Linked DNA regions of Gossypium hirsutum: all the other regions are linked to region 1. A link is a contact called in public Hi-C data. All regions are on one chromosome and are shown on one strand. Each heading gives the region's core, a stretch centred on a gene start, on an enhancer-like site or on the middle of the called end of the contact. The rest is flanking DNA. Distances are from core to core; before and after follow the strand shown. Region 1 holds the start of LOC107896402 (F-box protein At5g49610). Region 2 holds the start of LOC107955860 (cell wall / vacuolar inhibitor of fructosidase 1). Region 3 has its middle 5.2 kb from the start of LOC121208850.

Region 1 (3,299 bases), core at 242-2,741:
AAAAAATTAAAGCACACTATAACCTTGTTTTTGACGAATCCAAAGGCTTTGTAGTCCCTATATCCGATAATACTCTAGATCTAGGTAAGCATTCCGCAGTTATTTTAAAAAAATAATAATATTCCTTCTAATCAACAAGTTAAATCAGATTCACTGTCTATAGAGCTCCTAGATTCGGTCTCGAGTACTTTTTTAAATGGTTCCAAAGACAGAAGAAGCGATGGTATTCGAAGTAATCGTAAGACCTCTTTTGCCTTACAGGGTGGAATTTATACATCTTTCAAGGCAAACCGTGGAGCTCAAAAGAAATAGTTCAAGGATCCTACAGTTGGGCATTACATTTCTCCTCTTCCTCTCAAGAGGTCCTTTCTGGATATCTTGATCAATCTGTTAAAGTTCATACCTCTGAAGAACAGGTTCTTCTTTTTACTGATGGGGCAGTGCAATTAGATTCTGGACTTGCTGCAACTGGGGGAGTTGTTTGAGATAAGGAGGGGCATTGGATCATGGGCTTTCACCGATTTCTTGAAAAATGCTCAGTTTTTAATGTGGAACTGTGAGGTATTCTTGAGAGCCTTAAACTAATTCAACGGTTGGACTATGATCACGTTATCATTCATTCTGATATCTTGGAAGTTGTTAAAGGCATTCTCGAAAGCTCTTCAACTGTCTGTAATTTCGCATTAATTAGGCGTATCCATAATATTATGTCTCAGGAAAATCATTGATTTTTGCAGTATATTCCGAGAGAACAAAATCAGATTGCGGATTGTTTAGCTAAACAAGCTTTGCTTGAGAAAGGAAATTTACAAGTGCTCGACGTTCCACCTGAGATGGCTCGTGTTTTAATTGATAGGAATAAGTCTTCAAGCGGTTTTTTTGATTAAGTGCTATTCTTGTAATTTTTTTTTCTCTCACAAAAAAAAATTTCTTCAACAATAAATTTATTTACCTCAATATGTTATTTTTTATTTTATTAAATTTATGAAATATCTATTTTTTGTGTGCCTTTATGCATTTTATTTTTGGTTAAAATATGCTCTTAGTCCTTCTATTTATATAGAATTTGAGATTTATTCCCTATAATTTAAAGGTTAAAAATTTTAAACCAAAATTCTTAATCCAATCATTATGTTTGTTAGTAGTTTTTGTTAAAATTTGTTAACTTATCATGTTTATTTTCTATTAATTATATGTCACACATCATATGAGAATAGCCTAATCAAATTTCTAACTTGACAAGTTTTGGGAGAAAATACTTACAATTTTAATGATTAGACTGAGATTTTTAAATAAAAAAGTAAGACTTGATTTTTATTTTTTAAAGTAAAAGGACTAAATCCTAATGTTTTCAAAGTATAGGGACTAATAGCAGATTTTAACCTTTATTGTCTTAACCAAAATCCTTGGTTTCATTTGGACAAAATCAATCGGCTGAAAAAGCCCATTTAGTTATATTTTCATGGATGCGTAGTGGACCCATTAGCCCTTGACTCTGCTATTTCATCGCTTTGCAGTTCGCTCCCTTCGGCAACATAACTGAAAAAGCTTCTTCCCTATCAGGTCGCTAATTAATCTGCCTCGAAACTACCATCATCCTCTTCTTCCCATAATTTGCTTTACTATTCGATTCTTCAACCCCCCCCCCCAAAAAAAGCTAAACAAAAGGCTTTCTTTTGTTGTTGTTTCAGTTGAAATCCCCAATTCACTCCCCTGGTAAGCAAACCTTGATTTTCTTTCTTCTTTCGCTTTTCTTGATTGAATTATGAATTTGAAAGATGGGTATTTTTCCTGATGAAGTTATCCTTCAAGTTCTTGCGAGATTGCCTGTAAAGCCCCTTTTCAAAAATAAAACTGTTTGCAAACTTTGGTATAGATTAGTCTCTGACAAGTATTTCATAAAACTCTATAATGAGGTGTCTGCTAAGAACCTAATGGTCTTGATTGAGACTTCGGGTTCACCAGAATCCAGATCAAGCTTGGTCTGTGTTGATAATTTGAGGGGTGTCTCTGAAGTCTCGTTGGATTTCTTGAAAGATAGAGTCAAGGTCAGAGCTTCATGTAATGGCTTGCTGTGTTGCTCTAGCATTCCCGATAAGGGTGTTTACTACGTTTGTAACCCTATGACTAGAGACTTTAAGTTGCTTCCTAGGTGTAGGGAGAGGCCTGTTACTCGGTTTTATCCCGATGGTGAAGCCACGCTTGTTGGTTTAGCATGTGATGTATCAAAGAACAAGTTTAATGTTGTGTTAGCAGGGTATCATCGTACGTTTGGTCATAGACCTGATGGGACTTTCATATGTTTGATATTTGATTCGGATTCGAATAAGTGGAAGAAGTTTGTTTCACATCGAGACGATCATTTCACTCATATGAACAAGAACCAAGTTGTATTTGTTAACGGTGCCCTTCATTGGTTGACCGGTAGTTGTTCCTATATACTTGCACTTGATCTTGATTATGATGTTTGGAGGAAGATTTCTTTGCCTGATGAAGTGAGTTATGGGACTGGAAATCGAGTTTATTTGTTGGATTCCGATGGATGCTTATCTTTGATTCAGATTTCGGACGCATGGATGAATATTTGGGTAATGAAAGACTACGAAAAAGAAGTATGGTATATGGTGGATAGAGTGAGCCTTAGATGCATTAGGGGACTAGTGCCTGGCATATTCCCCATTGCACAAACTGGTGAATGTATATTCTTGGCAACTCACAAGCAGATCTTAGTATACCATCAGAAGAGTCGAGTGTGGAAGGAAATGTACTCTGTGAAGAACAGTGCTAGCCTCCCATTGTGGTTCTCGGCATATGCATTTCGGAGCACAATCTTCCCTTCTGATTAAGGTGTGGTCAGCATATAATGAACTTTAGTTGTACATAAATAACTTGTTTTAGACATTGTGAGTCATACATTTCTGATTTTAAACTTTGTCTTTTGTCATCTAGAATTTAGTATATGCAATTGTTTATATAAACTACTTATTAACCTCGGTGCTACCCTCCCATTGTGGTTCTCAGCACATGCATTTCGGATCACAATCATCCCTTCTGATTAAGGTGTTGTGGTCAACATATAATGAACTTCTGTACATCAATAGCTCAATTTCAGACACCATGACTCGTACATTTATCATTTAAAGAATACATGAGAGAGTTTGCTTGTGGTTTCTAAGAGTTATATTTTTGTTTGCAGCAGTTCTTGTCGTAAGTTATAATTATCTTTATGAAGTATGTTAATTGAATTTTGGCTGACCATCACTATAGATGAAAGCTTCGGTTAATATTAGATGAAATCA
Region 2 (3,299 bases), core at 540-3,039, 160 kb after region 1:
ACTAAGGGAGAGTAAATCTTATTTGTTTTATGACTTGATTGAAAATTGAGCTATTGAAATGATATTGCTCGGGAACTAGCCTAACGATATTTATTGTTCTCTTTGATGGATTGTTTTAATAATTTTTTAGCCCTATGATAGGTGAGAAGTTTTGATATGATGGAGATGTGTAGTTTGTTGTTGAATCTGATGTTACCTCACTAGAAGCCACATAGAATTCGCCACATAGAATTCGTATACTTCAACCTTGCACTAGTTTCACTGTTGAATAAGAGGAAAGGTTTGGTTGTGCATTTCATCTATGCTTTGTTCAATTCATCTTTAGATTTTTTTTTCAAAAGATGGAGAAAGGTGTAATCGAATTTAGTTAAGGGGTGTTTTGCTTTCTTGAATAATATTCCTGAGTTGATTCACATGTTATGCTGTCGTGAATGTATTTTGCTACTTCAGAACTTTTACCAAAAATCCAAACTTACACTGTAGCTTATTGAGAATTTTGATTGAGAATATATTTTGATTTTATTCAAGATAAATCAGAAGCAAAATTTATTGATAAACCCGAAATTTAATAAGTAAATATTCGAGTTTAATAACAATATTTTGGTGACAGTATCTCAGTTGATAATCTGAGGATATGGAGCATAAGAATAAGCAAAGCATTATCGGCGCTGTGTAGCCGATTTAATTAAAGCATTTTTCAGTTGGTATTTCTTGAGGATTATTTGATGATTTTGATCAAGATAAAATAGAGATCATTGAAGATCATATGAACAATAATTTAAGTCACTTGTCAACCATTTATGTTGTGAAAAACCAGCTAGTATTATCAAAATATTATCTCACTTATCCTTTACTTCTAGTTGAAGTCGTGTGGACTATAAACAGGTAGTAGTGGCATGAGATTAGCTAGTCGAGAGCTTAGAGAGCACGACTTGATTCCTTTGTGAGAAATTCCTTTTTGTGTTTTTATTTCACCTTTGAGTGTTTGTGCTAAAAAAGTAAAAGCTAATTACACCGATTTTGTAATGGCATACTTCATCGATGTAAACAAACATGAAAAAAATCATCAGATAATTCATAAATTTCTCATTTTGTTTTAATTTATTTATCATCATTTAATAACAAAGAGAACTGACTTAACATCAGCCTAGAGTAACAATGAGGCAATGGATTGAAGAAGAACAGAAAGATCATGCACAGCTTTGTTTCCACTAAAGATTGGCGAATTGGATGCCTTTTCTGCAAAGCTGTTTTCACATGCCTGAGCTTCATTTCCAGCATCAGTTGCACTCTGAACAGCAAATTTGGGGTTGTTTTTCTCAATTGCATCAATTGCTACTGGGATATCACCCTGGATAATGGTGTTATATGAAACAATGCAACCTTCCAAGGCCTTTTCCAAGGTGGGGTCTTTGACACTTTTAAGCAATGCTGAAATCTGATTCAATGTGGCAATGGCTTTAGCATTGACACTGTCAGCCACAATCCGAGCAAGCCCCGGCACATCCGGGGGTCGGATTTCAAAGTCAAGACGCAGAGATCGTAAAATGGAGTCTTTTTGCAATTGGTTTGAATCAGGTTGATGTCTGAGTAGCTTACAGTGAAAAATGTGAAGCAAAATACAGCTTCAAGTATGAATAAAGAGATGATTTTGGTCATATTTGGGTGGTGGGAATTTGAAAGGTAACTGGAATATCGCTTAACTTGCACGTAAAATGGCTTTGGTTTAAAAACAAAAAAACGTATTTATAGGCTCCAGAATGAATTTTCTCAATGAAGAAGAAATCATATATGGAGCAAAATAAGGCAAAAAAATTTGCTATACGTAATTTTGGCCCAAAGATTGTAATTGCCTTTTACAATAAAATAAAAAAAAAGTTGTAAGGTAATCCTGTCCTGACAAATTCTATTAATTCTCCAATTTCATAACAGTTGAAATAAAAAATTTGGATGCTAATTAAATAGAATTTACTAATTATAACGGTTAATTTTATATATATATATTATATGTAAAATTGTTTGAGGAAAAAAATTAAGATTACGTAAATCATAACAAGTTAGACGTATATTTATTACCACCGGTTAATTTATCATTTGGTATAGGAGTTTGATCTCAAGGTTCAATTTGATACATGAATTTGGCTTCAAAATTTAATTTGGTACCCAAACCAAATGACATTATGTGACCAAATAGATGTTTGACACGTGTGCTCTAATAAAGAAAATATAAATACTTAATTGAAAAAAAAACTCAGATGCTAAATTAAACATTGGAGACAAACTATGTACCAAATTCGGACTATAAGGATTTCAAATATCAAAATAAAAAATTAGATACCGAAATAAACATTAAAACCAAACTTAAGTACTAAATCAAGAAAAAAAATTCAGATGCTAAATTAAACATTGAAACTAAACTTTGGTACCAAATAATGTATTAAAGATAATATAAATCTAATTTTAATTTTTTTATAGGTAAGGGTTAATAATTTATTATCATTTATTCTCAAAAAGCAAAAATTTATTATCATTTAAAGATAAGATCTATAAAAATCACTTGTCATAATTAATATTTTCACTTTTCGCGTCTATTAAAGTTTTAACAAAATATTTTTTTGTAAAAAATTCTCAATTTAACATATTTATGGGAATCTTTTTATAGTACATATTGTCTATATTTAGAGCTCGTGGTTACCCTTCCTAACAATATTATCTCTAATGTTTAAATTTGTGTTCTCCCCAAAAAAGTGCAATAAACTTTTAGGGATAAATACCAAAATTATACATGAACTATGATTTAATGTGCAATTGTATATATGAACTTTGATATTGTGCAATTTTATACATGAAATTTTGATTTGATCCAATTCTTGTAAATTATTAACACAATTATTGATATAACATCATTTTATGTTTATATATTCCATACACAAAATAATTATATTTATCCAATATAAAAATAAATTGATGTATTTATTTCTTTAAATGTGTATGATTAAATTAAAATTAAAGTTTCAAGTATACATTTGAACAAAAATTAGAGTTTCATATGTATAATTGCACCAAATTATAGTTCATGTATACAATTATACATTAATCAAAATTTATGTATAATTTTGAAATTTATCCCTAAATAATACTTATATATATAATTATAACCAAACATATTTTGTTCTAAAAATCATAGTGTACTTCATAATTATGCATTTAAAATTTTTGAATAAATAAATTCTCTCAGTTTTTATTTAACTTAATTTAATTTTACTTCAGTTGATAATGTTGTTGTTAGGGATGATAAA
Region 3 (3,299 bases), core at 213-2,712, 140 kb before region 1:
CAAGGAAGACTTCGAGGTACCACTTGGATGATTATGACTTTATTCTTGGCTTGAATTTTCTTGACAAGATTAATGCTCTGTTAGTTCTTTTTGCTGATTGTATATGTATCTTGGATACTTGAAAACAAAATTGCATTGTTCCGGTAAGTAGAGACATGAGGGGTGGAACCAAAGTATTGTCAACAATCCAACTAGCTGAGAATATTCATTGTGGAAAGAACATTGACTTGATAGATCAAAGTGCTAAAAAAACCTCTTTGGAAATGCTAGAGGTACAAAAAATCAATATGAAGCCTGTTGAGTTATCAATAGGGCATCCACCTATGAGAGATATGGGTTATGCATCGAACTTTAAAGGAATAGTGGTAATGCAAATTGAGCAGTTGAATAGAGTAAATTCTATGAACGAGGTACATCTCAAACACTTTCCTAGTGTTTTACATTATGACTTACTATTGGCTTGGCAAAGACATAGAGACCCTTTCAAAGTTCTGAAGTGGGTAAGCTAAGGGGCTTACAAATCAGAGTTGGCGACTATACTCAAGGTTAACCCAGTGTTCAATGTGGGCATACCTAAGCTTATATGTGCGGATTAACGGGATCCTAATCGAGACAATTCAAGATGGGAGTAAGTAAGAGCGGTGGGCTCTTGCGAACAAGATAAACAAGAGAAGCATAACTACCTAACAGAGAGATTAGTTGGGAATCAGTTGAAATGTTGAGGCAATTCTAAGACGAGTCAAACTGGTATCATTCTGAGGACATGGTAAGGGCATCACGAGAATAAGTAGAGGAGAATGTCACATTTCATGGATCAAAGCTCCTAATGAATGCATACATAGTGTCCTATAGAGGTCAATTGATTAAATGAACTTCATTTGACTCATTTGAATTGGCCTAATTAAATTTAACTATAGCGAAGTGGATGCGTATGTGGCAATCCATATATACTTCATAAAATTTTAAAATGATTAATAAAATTTTTCAATATTTTCAATAAAGTTTATAAAAATAATTATGCATGTCCACAATAAAGTATACGTAAATTATCACACCAACTATTACATCAATATTGTTAAAATTTTAATAAACCAATAACTTTTTAACATAAAGAAAAGTAATTTAATTAAAATTTGAATGGTGAGGACCAAAATATTCCAAAAATAGTAGGATCAAAGAAATGAAAAAGAAAGATATGGAATATTAAATTTATCATTATGTCAAAATAAAATAAAACTAAAATACTCCTATGTCTTTGGGTTGTATTTTAAAAGAATTGTTATCCCATACATCGTTTAATAGAATAGAAAAACACCAGAAGCGGACGCAAGATGATGCAATAAGAAAATAATAAAATAATTAAAAAAATACCAATAGTGGAGAGAATAATGATAATAGTCGATTTTAAAAGGTATAAAGAAAAATGGTCACATCACTAAAAAGTCAAAGCGTAGTTAGTGGGTGCAGCCCAGATCCAGATATTCTTGACCCATCACTATTACCTTCACAAGAGTCAGGCCCAATATCATTATTTGATGAAGGAATAAAAATATTGGATCCAGGTCCCATTGTTGCTTCAATCCTTTCATTGATTTTTTTTAAATGTTAAATTTAGTTTTTAATATTTATGTTTTTTTATCAATTTATCATTTATCTTTTTTTAGTTAGATTTGACAATTAAACTTTTAAGAAGAGTTAATTTACTATTTCTTAACGGGACTATTGATTAGAACATTAATTTTTTAACGATATTGGCATAAAAACCTTCACGACAGTTTACATATATTTCATGCTGACAAGATACAATTGGTCTCATCAATAAAAAATTTTAAAATTATAAAAATATTCAAAAAAAGAGTATGAAGTACATATGGATTGTCATGTTTAAAAGTTTTAACTTTGTAGTCAATATTTTTGTTAAAAAAACAACAATTTAATTTTTTAAAAGGTTAATGATCAAATTAAACTCTTTTTAAAAGGTTATAAGTCCAATTTAGCTAAAAGTAATAATAGGGGCAAACTGAAAAAAGATGTAAATTTTAAAGGCTAAATTTATTATTATGCCAAAAATTTACATATTATATATTTGATTTTGATATAAAATTATTTATTAAGATTTGTCTAGTGGTTAAATTTTTTGTCTAGCATTTAAATAATACGGGCTTAAACTTTGTTATCCGTTTCTCACTCTTTCAATATTATAATGATAAAAATTTGATATAAAATTATATAGAGATATAATTATTTTTTGGGTGGGATAATATTATGTAAAATTCACGTAATTTCATAAGCTTCCATAACATTTTGTATTATGAATATATTTAATGTTCTGATTGCCATATTGTATGTTCTATTAATAGGAGGATAAGTGTGATTCGACACTCTCGAACCTACATCCTCTTGCATTGACAACAATGTCGATGCTAACCAAATTAAGATTCAGTTAGTTGTAAAAAAAATTCAATCATTAAATATTATTAACAAAAATAATATATTGAATCATATGATAGAAGATATTAGATTGATTTAAAATTATTTCTGTATGAAAAATACAATTATATTGAGAATTTTAACGAATAACTTTTAATAAATGAAAATTTACATAAATAATTGTAGTTGTTTACTTGAAAGTTAGATTTTTCAAGTGGTAGCTATTATTCTTATTATTATTATTACAAATAAATATGGATGTCCATATTCTAACCCTTTCATTAAGGAGATAAAAAACCCCCTCATTCATTATGAAAATAAATATGCAAGTTGCTTAATGTATGTGTTAATGAAGCACTTAAGTGAGCTTCATTTATATGTGTTGCATTAAATGACAATGAATTATAAATAGAACCCTTGTATGAGTGAAATGATATACGAAAAAATTCTCTGCTGATTTGATCTATTATTTATTTTAAATATTCTTTTATTTGATTATTTTATAACATTATTTTTATAATTAAGCTTTAAAAAGTAATAATTTAAAAAAAAAACTATCTATTTAACTTTATTTTAAAAAAATTGTAAATTAGGATTAGTTTTATTATATTTTCAATTGAATTGATTTATTCCGACACCAAATCCAATTACATTGATTTTTTCTAGTTTCTTGTCAAGAATCAACTTCCTATGTGATATTGTAGTCAACATCGAAAAAAGAAGCTTATGATAATCTTAATTTAGAAAATTAAGTATTGAATTTATTATAAGATTATTTGATATATTAAAAAAATTAAGCATTTATAATTATTTTTTATAATAATAAATTTTGATTTTTGAAATTTCATTATTTCATAATTTTAGTTAGA

What was found. A called contact is a pair of places that touch in the nucleus more often than the background predicts.
Region 2: a contact with region 1 is called in a Hi-C map of leaf, with 3 times the contacts expected there. The contact joins the promoter of LOC107955860 here to the promoter of LOC107896402 in region 1. A contact is called at or near these places in 2 of 34 Hi-C or Micro-C datasets (both in leaf).
Region 3: a contact with region 1 is called in a Hi-C map of leaf, with 2.2 times the contacts expected there. The contact joins the enhancer-like site here to the promoter of LOC107896402 in region 1. A contact is called at or near these places in 7 of 34 Hi-C or Micro-C datasets (cotyledon and leaf).

Annotation. Positions count from the first base shown.
Region 1 is chrA10:102,012,473-102,015,771 of Gossypium_hirsutum_v2.1, reverse strand. LOC107896402 (F-box protein At5g49610) reads left to right here and starts at 1,491. Exons shown (of 1, transcript XM_016821564.2): 1 at 1,491-3,181. The coding sequence starts at 1,779. The coding sequence ends at 2,846.
Region 2 is chrA10:101,849,233-101,852,531 of Gossypium_hirsutum_v2.1, reverse strand. It overlaps LOC107955860 (cell wall / vacuolar inhibitor of fructosidase 1), which reads right to left and starts at 1,789. Exons shown (of 2, transcript XM_041078574.1): 1 at 1,743-1,789; 2 at 1,148-1,586. The coding sequence starts at 1,789. The coding sequence ends at 1,148.
Region 3 is chrA10:102,152,969-102,156,267 of Gossypium_hirsutum_v2.1, reverse strand. No RefSeq gene overlaps it. Among protein-coding and RNA genes, the nearest start is that of LOC121208850, 5.2 kb to the left of the region's middle. Within about 2 kb of position 1,462, at least 2 of the 9 cell types and tissues checked have an H3K27ac peak or open chromatin away from gene starts, as enhancers often do. A contact at or near this core is called in leaf, where this site is marked.